2 separate regions of the Sus scrofa genome follow, and region 2 is linked to region 1. Evidence: chromatin contacts called from public Hi-C data. All regions are on one chromosome and are shown on one strand. The core of a region is the stretch at or near the end of the contact, and the rest is flanking DNA. Distances in the headings are between cores, read along the strand shown. Region 1 overlaps RAPH1 (ras-associated and pleckstrin homology domains-containing protein 1). Region 2 has its middle 49 kb from the start of CTLA4.

What was found. Hi-C and Micro-C count contacts between places; a contact is called where the count stands out from the background.
Region 2: a contact with region 1 is called in a Hi-C map of skeletal muscle, with 18 times the contacts expected there. The contact joins two enhancer-like sites. A contact is called at or near these places in 1 of 5 promoter capture datasets (liver), 31 of 47 Hi-C or Micro-C datasets (adipocytes, adipose tissue, alveolar macrophages and 18 more) and 2 of 2 datasets of contacts at active chromatin or transcription factors (alveolar macrophages and skeletal muscle).

The regions. Positions count from the first base shown.
Region 1 is chr15:106,944,595-106,949,425 of Sscrofa11.1, forward strand. All of the region lies in intron 4 of RAPH1 (ras-associated and pleckstrin homology domains-containing protein 1), which reads right to left. Among named protein-coding and RNA genes, the nearest start is that of RAPH1, 51 kb to the right of the region's middle. Within about 2 kb of position 2,692, at least 15 of the 83 cell types and tissues checked have an H3K27ac peak or open chromatin away from gene starts, as enhancers often do. A contact at or near this core is called in alveolar macrophages, fetal skeletal muscle, retroperitoneal adipose tissue and 1 more, where this site is marked.
Region 2 is chr15:107,231,248-107,236,078 of Sscrofa11.1, forward strand. No RefSeq gene overlaps it. Among named protein-coding and RNA genes, the nearest start is that of CTLA4, 49 kb to the right of the region's middle. Within about 2 kb of position 2,899, at least 22 of the 83 cell types and tissues checked have an H3K27ac peak or open chromatin away from gene starts, as enhancers often do. A contact at or near this core is called in alveolar macrophages, fetal skeletal muscle, retroperitoneal adipose tissue and 1 more, where this site is marked.

The DNA of each region.
Region 1 (4,831 bases), core at 1,442-3,941:
ATTCATGCTTTGAACCTCAGCTGGGCCTTAACTGCTTTTTGGCAGTACTCAATCTTTTCTTCTAAATCATTCCCTCTAAGCTTGTTCTACATAGTTTCCAAGCAGTTCAAGTTTCTAGTTTCACCCTTCCACCTCTTAATCTGACCTTATTTCCCTCCATTACTAAGAAATCATATCTTATTGTGAAGATTTTCATCCTTAAACTGCATCCTATAACTTCATCCGTATTCTCACCCTTCTCTCCAGTCCTATACGAATAAATTCTCCCTTTTCCCTGCCAGAGTTAACCATGTCCTAGAGCCCATGTACTCTCCCTCTAACATCTATTTCTGATACTCAACTGGTCCAGCTTATTGGGGGTGGAAGGACAGAAAAATATGCAATTCTTCTGGGTACTCTCCTTTTCTTAAACTATCATTTTCTACTTTTCACTGCCAAGTTCCCTGAATTCAGCTACAGTGTACCTCTTACACTTATCCCTTAATTCCCTGCAATCTAGCATCCACCTTTCTTCCCCAAAGTCTTCATCCTTTGAGTTGTAATGCATTCTGTAATTAATTCTCAAAGTTATCAATGACCTTTTAACTAAGGTTTCTGTCTTTCCTACTATAGTACTTCTTTCCCTGTACTTTGGTTGTCTGTACTGAAACCCTTCTCCTCATATGATAAATTATAATCTCATGAGGACATTGTGTATTATGGTCACAGGTTTTTTTTTTTTTTTTAACCCCTTATGACCCAACACAATGCCTAGGTGCCCAAATACTTATGGAATGTATGAATAACTATTTCTTCCTGGCCTTCATGCCACTTGCCCGGCCAGATCAAGACTGTTTTTACTTTTCCTTCTCTACATTTTCTCATTCAACATATTCTACAGCACTGTGTCAATCACTGCACCCATGGGAAGACTACTATATCTGTATTGCCAGTATCCTCATGCTTAGGAAATAAAGACTTAAATATTAAGGGCTAAAAGGGCAGGATAAAGGCAACCAACTCTCAAATAGTCCAGGAAAAAAAATGTATACTTAGAAAAATAATAAAGTAAATGTGGCAAAACATTAAAAACTAGTGGATCTAAGTAGCGAGTTCTTTGTGCTACTCATTCAAATTTTTGTAAATTGACATTTCAAAATAAAAAGGTTTTAAAAAATCTATTCTCTCTAGATTTAATCTCACACAATCTTCCATCATATTTCCAAATGCTTATTTTTTTTCTAAGTCAAAATCCAAAGTGTTCAACAAGAGATGGCTGCCTTTGTGTCATGCTAAACAGTATGATGGAACATTTTATTAAAATTCAATACATTCTTACCAAAGAATGAATACATGCATGTGAAGTAACAAAAACAACAGGAAAAGTGCATATGCAAAGATCAAATGTTACCTTAATAAAGATGAAAAGGGATTATGAAAATGATAGAAAGTTTATTTAATGTTAAATAGGTTCCATTTCCATAAAATATTTAAATACGACAAAAAAGTTACCCCCTTTTCTTCATCACTACTTTCATAAATGTCAAAACTGTGCTCAAAACACTTAAGAAAAGCGAATGCAAAGGTCAATTCTGCACATAAGTTTTGCTCCACACCTTCTCAGATTCAAAAACTTTCATTTGTTATAAATCTATCAAGTTCTCCATCAATCTCTCAAAAGCTCTCCACAAACCTCTGCAAAGTAAGTCATGGGTCACTACTTTCTTGAATTGAATCTTGTGGAGGAGGGGGTATAGAAAAGCACTGATCTGAATATGGGAGCCAAACCATAATCAAGAAATAGCCCTGTGCCAAAGTGGTGGTTATAAAATAAAACTCTTCCTTTTGATAGTTAACACCTTAGATTACAACTGCAAGAAACTGGAAGTTTGTGAGCACACATTAATGTTTCAATAAAACAGATTCACATCCATCTCTTTCTGACAAGTATATGTGCTCTTCACAAATACTGCAAATAAGCAGAACATGATGGTTAAGAATCCAGACCCTGGGGCCTGAGTGCCTGCGTTCAAGCCCCAGCTCAGCCATTTACCGGCAATGTGACTCCAGGCTTACATTTAACCTGTTTCTTCATGTGTAAAATGGTGTAACGGTAACATTTATTTTCAAGGGCTGCTAAAATAATTAAATGAGTAATAAGAACATTACTATTATGACACGAGTGGGAAACCACCAGCCCTCATCTGAATTTTTAAGCTTCAATTCATTTAGATTAGAGCTAGTTTATAGTTGTTAAATTTTAACAATATATTCGGGATTACACTAACACACCACAAGGTGGAGATGTTACTGCATAAATCTCTTTGCCTTCTTTTTTTTTTTTTTTCAACTTTTTTTTTTTTTTTTGGTCTTTTTTTGTTGTTGTTGTTGTTGTTATTTCTTGGGCCGCTCCCGCGGCATATGGAGGTTCCCAGGCTAGGGGTTGAATCGGAGCTGTAGCCACCGGCCTACGCCAGAGTCACAGCAACGCGGGATCCGAGCCGCGTCTGCAATCTACACCACAGCTCACGGCAACGCCGGATCGTTAACCCACTGAGCAAGGGCAGGGATCGAACCCGCAACCTCATGGTTCCTAGTCGGATTCGTTAACCATTGCGCCACGACGGGAACTCCTCTTTGCCTTCTTAATACCATCCAGTTCTGCCTCCAGGTCTGGATCTGAGAAGTACTGGTCGGTCTATTCTTGCCTTACTTCCTCAATTCTGTGATGAAGCAGCAGGTACTGCTGTATGAACTCTACAATCAGACTGTCTGGGTTTAAATCATCGGGAAAGTTATCTTTCATTGTAAAATAGAGATAATGGTACCTATTCCACTATGCACTGTACAGATTCAGGGGGTTAAGTCATGTAAAGCAAAATGTCCCAAACAGACTAAGCACTCAGTAGAGCAGCTGATATTATTTTCTATTCCCCCTTCTCTTCTTTAAGACCTAAAACCAAATAAAGATGCTTTTTTTTTTTTTACTTCCTCATGGAAATATTGCACAAATTTCTAAGAAATCCACACACTAAGGAACAGGGCACACATGCCAGTATTCTCTGGGTTTTGTGTTCTGAGAACCAGGCTTTTCCTTTGGCTTTCACCGAATTCAGATCTTCTTTCATAGGATACCCATTCCTTCTATAAATCTCACTAGGCCAGTGAAATCTAGAACTAAACACCAAGTTGGTACATGTGAATAAATTTAAGCGAGATACTGCAACATGACCCTTAGAATTTTTGAATAAATGTCGCTGTAATAACTAATAGCTCCGATCTTTTAGTCCCGTAAGCCTCTTAAAGTTTCAGAAAGCCCCATGCCCCCCTCCCCAAATCTGGTTAATAGTTCAGAGCAAAAGGTTGTTTGCTAAGAATAATTTGGGACTTCAGTGCCAGTGCCACCTGATGTTACAATAAACACAATCGCCATTTTCCTTCCAATACTTCAGAATTTCTGCACACCTTAATTCTGTAACAGTTCTGAAGAGTGAAAGAAGCAAAGAAATTACACTGAAGCTATGATATGCTGTGTTGCCTACATCACAAGTTATAATGTGTGTCCATGAAAGATTTCATTAAAAAAAACAAAACAAACATATGAGGGGGAAATATACAACACTGAAAAGTTTTAGTAGCTCATATACTCAGGAATATTTTCCTATCAAAAAATTTATAATACAATCATCAAGTATCCTTATAGACTCAGCAAAACTTTTTGAATCCACCATCAACTTCAGGCAAAGCATCTAAAAGCATTTTCTTTCATTGGGAAAATACAGTTTCATGTATAAAATTCCAAATTCAGAAGAATCATTAGTTTATACCCTATGAGAAAATAAAGGTCTGTTTTGCCATTAACCTTGTAACAGTAAATTCTACTTTATATGAAGTTATAACATGAGATTACTACTTAAATTTGCAAACTGCTGTCTTACTGAAAAGTACTGTTTTATCAGTTACTGTGACTAAAGTACCAGTAAGTCAGCTGCAGCATATACCTCACATTGCTTTAGATAATAAAGAGCCCTTATTAGAATTTACTTCAACTACAATGAATTCTAATTTTAAAAACTTGGCAAATGAACATTACTGGTGGATTTCAAAAGAATATTAACTAAAAACATTCTATAATTCATTTTTATGTTTATCCATGGAAAATATTTTTCTGCTAAAGCCTTCTTTAACATTTAGGAAATAATCATTCTTGATAATCTGCTTCAGTTTATTTTTTTTTTAAGATACTGATAAAAGTTGGGAGACAGATGTTGTAGTTTTGGAATTCAAATACAGACTTACCAGTTTTTTGACCTACTTAATCTCTTTTTTGGAATAATGCCCCTACCAAAGGGATAGTGGGAGGCTTAAATGAGATAACGCATGTCAAGTGCCTGGAAGCAGAGTATTTCAACAAAAATCAAGGAAAAAAAGCCCAAGGGAAAAAGACATACTGTTGTGCAATTATACTTCTGGCTTCAGAGAGCAAGGAGGTAGAAAGATAAGCTACAGAGCTACTTTATTTTTAGATAGTTTACATATCCACATCCCCAAGATGAAATAGTACCAACCTCAAATTGATTTTTCTAATTGGTATTTCTGTCACCGAAATTTAGTGAAAGTAACTATTCTGTCCTGGGTTTCTTTAAAACAGGTATAATTATTGCCTCAAAAGAACTTAGTTGTTAAGAAAAAAAATTTACTATCAGAGTTTTCACATGTTACTTCATTTGTAGCACTCCATCCACCATCTTGAAAGAAAACAATTGCTGATAATTTTAAAGTACAAGACTTCTAGACAAAGATGTATGGCACACATGCATATATTTAAATGTTAATTCAAATAATCTGATTG
Region 2 (4,831 bases), core at 1,649-4,148, 290 kb after region 1:
CCTCTCCACCCCTCCCACCCCATCCCCATCTCCTTTCAGCCATGGATAAACTCCATTCTCGTTTATTCTACCTTCTGCCACTAAGAATTTGCATATTTCAGGTACCTCATATAACTGATCATATAACATTTATCCTTTTGTGAACTACTTACCTCCCTTAGCATACTTTTTTCAAAGTTCACCCATGTCGTATCATGTGTTAGTACTTTAATCCTTTTTATGAGCTGAATAACATTCCATGGTATGGATATATCACATTTTGTTTATCCTTTCATCTGTCAATAGACATTTGGGTTACATCTTAGTCCATTCAGGCTGCTGTAACTAAATACTACAGATTGCGTAGCTTATGAAGAACAAAAATTTATTTCTGACAGTTCCAGAGGCTGGACGTCTAAGACCAGAGTACTAGCCATGTCTGGTCTTGGTGAAGGTTCTCTTCTGGGTTTCAGAAGGCCAACTTCTGGCTGGGTCTTCATATGGTGGGAGGGGTAAAGGATCTCTCTTAAAAGGGTAGTAATCCCATTTCATGGGGCTTCATCCTCATGACCTGTTCCCCTCCCAAAATGATACCATCATATTGGGCATTAGGATTTCAACAAAGGAATTTTGGGGAGACAAAACCATTCAGACCATAGTGGGTTGTTTGCAGCTTTTCCCTACTGTGAATAATGCTGTTATGAACATTCGTGTATAGACATCTGTTCAAGTCGCTGCTTTCAATCTGCTTTCAATTGCAACCACTATGGGTGGAATTATTGGGTCATGTGGTAATTCTATGTTTAACCTTTTGAGGAGCCACCAAATACACTTTACATTTTGTATTCTATTTGCTCTTCAAAAATTGCCATTGTTGAAACCACACATTGAAATTCTAATGGCAAGGGGACACCTACTTGGCATCTGGGTTATCTTATCCCCCAGCAGAGCACTACTCCCCCAGTGGAGTCCCCAGTCCTTCAGGGGACGCCTGTATAGTACATGTTAAAATGAGCAGGATGGAATTATCACTTTGGAAATGGGACACAAATGTAAGAGGCAAAGTCAACAACATATCCCACCATACCCCACTCTTCTCTTGGTAACGAGACTAATTTTCCTTGGCTCTGCCTTTAGGCAGCCTCACCAAGTTCTTGTGGCAGACTTATTGTGTCTATACTGGATTCCCTTGACCCCTGTGGATTTGTAAAGACCCACCACGAGGTTTCAGGCAGGAGCTGTATCCACTTCTAAACTTGACCTCAAGTTAATTGTTGCAGCTTTATCAAGGAGAGGGAAGATGAACTTAGTTCATTTTGTGCCCCAGTAATAGTTGTAACTGTGCATTGGTCTAGTGGGTAAGAACATGGTCACTGGAGCCCGACGTCTGGTGTTTAGATCCCAGCTCTACCTTCTATTGTGGGATCTTCCTTGAAATTATTTAACTTCTCTGTGCTTCAGCTTCTTCACCTATAAATTGGAGGTTAATAGTAGTGCTTTACTTATTTCGTGTAACTGCGAGGGTCACCTGAGTTAACATGGTTAACACTTTAGAAAGGTGCCTGCACTCTGGAAGGCTCTGTAAGGAGGGGGGGGGGTAGTGTTTGAAGTTCTGATATTATGATTATACCTGGGAAATGTAAATTCTCTAAACTGTGACAATTAACTACAAACTGACAATGGATCACCACTGTAGAGTTGGTAATTAAAAAAAAAAAAAAAAAAAAAAAAAAAAAGAACCAAATTTGGAGGGCACACATGCACAAAGTATGGAGAGACACAGCCAGATGGGTTGAAAAAGGCACTGGACTTTATCTTTGGTCTGATGTCACAAGCCTGGAAAATGTTAACCCTTGGCCTCTTATCTCTAAATTAGAGTAACTCCACTACATTTGTTGCATTATTGTGAAGACTTATTGAGGCAAGATAAAGGTTTATACATGATAATTATGAAACACATATAAACAGTCAGATTAACAATCTAAAGTTGAGTTCCCTTCATGGCTCAATGGTTAAGGAACCCAACTAGTAACCATGAAGATGCGGGTTTGATCCCTGGCCTTGCTCAGTGGGTTGGGGATCCGGCGTTGCAGATGGGGCTCAGATTCCCCTTTGCTGTGGCTGTGGCTGTGGCTGGAAGCTACAACTCAGATTCGACCCCTAGCCTAGGAACTTCCATATGCCTTGGGTGCATCCCTCAAGAGCAAAAAAAAAAAAAAAAAAAAGTAGCCGTTTAAATTCTCGTTGTCAAAATGGATTTGATGTTTGTGACCAGGTCTTGGCAATAAAACCAAGGGAGGTTGTGGAAAACATGAAAGTTCAGAGGCTGAGGAAGAGTTGGGGTTCTCATGCTGTGCACTTGAAACAGATTCGTATCTGTCCACCTGCTAGGATGGACTGCACCAGCCTGAGGAATTTGGGCTAATTTTCATTCAGAATAGAATTTAAAACATCAGATTTCTTGAAGAAAACAGTGAAATCTGAGTCCTCCTCTATGATTATCCAACTGAAGCAGAGAAGCCACACAGCCAGCTCATGGTTGTAGCAAAGACGGGTGATAGGTTGGAGCGATAAATTGGAGCGATAAATTGGAGCGTTCGGACCTCGGGGTTAGGCTAACTAATTCTGTGAGGGCTGGAACTAGGTATTTATTCAGCAGTCTCCGTGCGCCATCTATGGGTCAATATGTTTTATTGCAATACCAGGCGAATAGGCGGTGATCCCTTCAGACACAATGCAGTCGGTTTGATTTTTAAAAACAGGTCACATCTCCCTTTCGCTTGTGAAAGCTTTTCTCACTTTTTTGGTTTGTATGTCTTTCCTTTGGTAGAAGCATTGCGTTTGGTGCCTATCTATAATCCTCTCTTTGGACAAAGGGAGACGTTTTGCCTTGAAATGTAGACGTGCTTGAGGAGGGTGGGTACTGCATGCCTGGATTCCATTTGCTAATGAGTTTCTCACAGCCAGGAAATCCTTCCCTCCACATTAAATGACCAAGACGTCATTTTAAAAATCCGGTGAGACTTGCATTTTCCCACAGTTGGCTGGAAAAGGGGATGGACCAGGAATTGGAACAATTTTTGCTTTCTACTGTCCCCATGTTTTATTCTTCGCACCAGCTGGCATAGGGAAGGCCACTGATTGGGATGCAAGGAAGCCCAAGTGTTATGAAGGACAGGGCAGGCAAGGGAAATTAAGGAGGACTGTTTGGAGGGAATGAGATCGGTTTTGGATTTTAGAAGAAATGAGGGTAGCAGGAGAGGGGGATGGGCTGGTGGAGAAGGCTGCATACCCTCTTTACTACGCCTGCAGATCAAGAGAGCCTTGTATAGAAAGAAGAAACTGGTTTTTCATAAGGATGCCCTATTTCAAGCTTTTCTTCTTTGGATTTCCTTGTCTTTGACACCTACCTCTTTCTATTCTAAGTCCCCTTGCCCTCACCCTTGTTGCGTAGGCTGGCAGCCGCATCTCTGATTCAACCTCTAGCCTGGGAACTTCCATATGCCGTGGGTGTGGCCCTACAAAGAAAAAAAATATTGCAAGCATAGAACTGTGTCTCTATCCCCATTGTGCAGTTAGAGGCCTATGGAGGGGTAAGGAGGGGAAAATAGGAAGAAAATTACATGTTTTGTATTATTAAGTTTCTTTGAATGTTTATTTAAGAGGCCAAGTTAGTGGTGCCCAATCACTGATGCATGGTAGGGCTGAGAGAGAGAATGTGCTGGATGCTCTTTTCGCAGCATAAAAATGGGGCAGGCCCTCTGGTCCTATGGGGAAAGAATGGAAAACACTCTGGGGTGGAACTTCTGTTTTCACTCCTGCCTCTGAGGGGAAAGGAAAAATGGGTGAATGTTAGGGCTGGAACTGAATCCACAAAGCAGGGTCTGAAGGAAGAGTTGGGGCTCAGAGGCTTTGAGGTGCTAAGAGGCCCAGTGGGGTAGACCAGCTGTTTAGGGCAGCCAGCTCAGTAGTCAGTGTTGGAATAGTCCTGTGGGTGTCCTGCCAGGATTATTTGGGGCTCATAGGAGAATTGCTTTGGGTTGCTGGTAGAAAGTCCTTGGTTTTGCAAAGCTAGGACAAAAGTAGGTATTGGTATTTGTATGCAGGTCATTTGACTCTTGATTGGCCACAGAGATATGAGAATGACGAAGAGGTGGGTAGGACACCAGGTCTTGATGGTTGTACCATGATAATAATATATTTCCTAGGTAATGTGGTCAAGGCGTAAGAAAGCTCATGACACCCTTGTAAATTTTAGAAAGCCCCCACAGGCTCAGAGGGAGTTGTTATGCTATAATTACAGAGTTGACTACAGTCTTTGAAACGGGTCTGGCTGACACTACGATCCTTATTTTTATAGGGAATAACCCCAAGTGTTGGATTTAGGAACAAGTATTGAGTTTTTATTGGCTATACAATTGTCTCCCCAAAGGAAACCCTTTCATTGTCAGATAACAGGTAATGTTCTAAAGCCCTCCCTTGCTAATAAATCAAACTCTTTAAGGTTTCTTTGTAAGAGCTACCCCTTAGGAGTTGTGGAGACAGTGGAAAGAGCCCTGACCTGGTAGGAGAGAGTTTGGGTTCCACTCTCAGCCTAGCCACTCTGAAGCTATATCCATGAGCAAGTCACTTCACCCACCTGGAACCCAGCTTCCTCACTGTAAGATGAAGGAGGTTCCTTCATCTGTAACATTCTCTAATTCTATGTTCCAGTGGCTGGAAGTAGTGATGTAGTTCAGCTTGGTTCTAGAGAACAAATAGAGGCTTCCCTCCAATGATGGGCTAAATGTGTCCCCCTAAAATTCATGTGATGAAACCTGAAGCTCCAGTGTGACTGTATGTGGAGGATAAG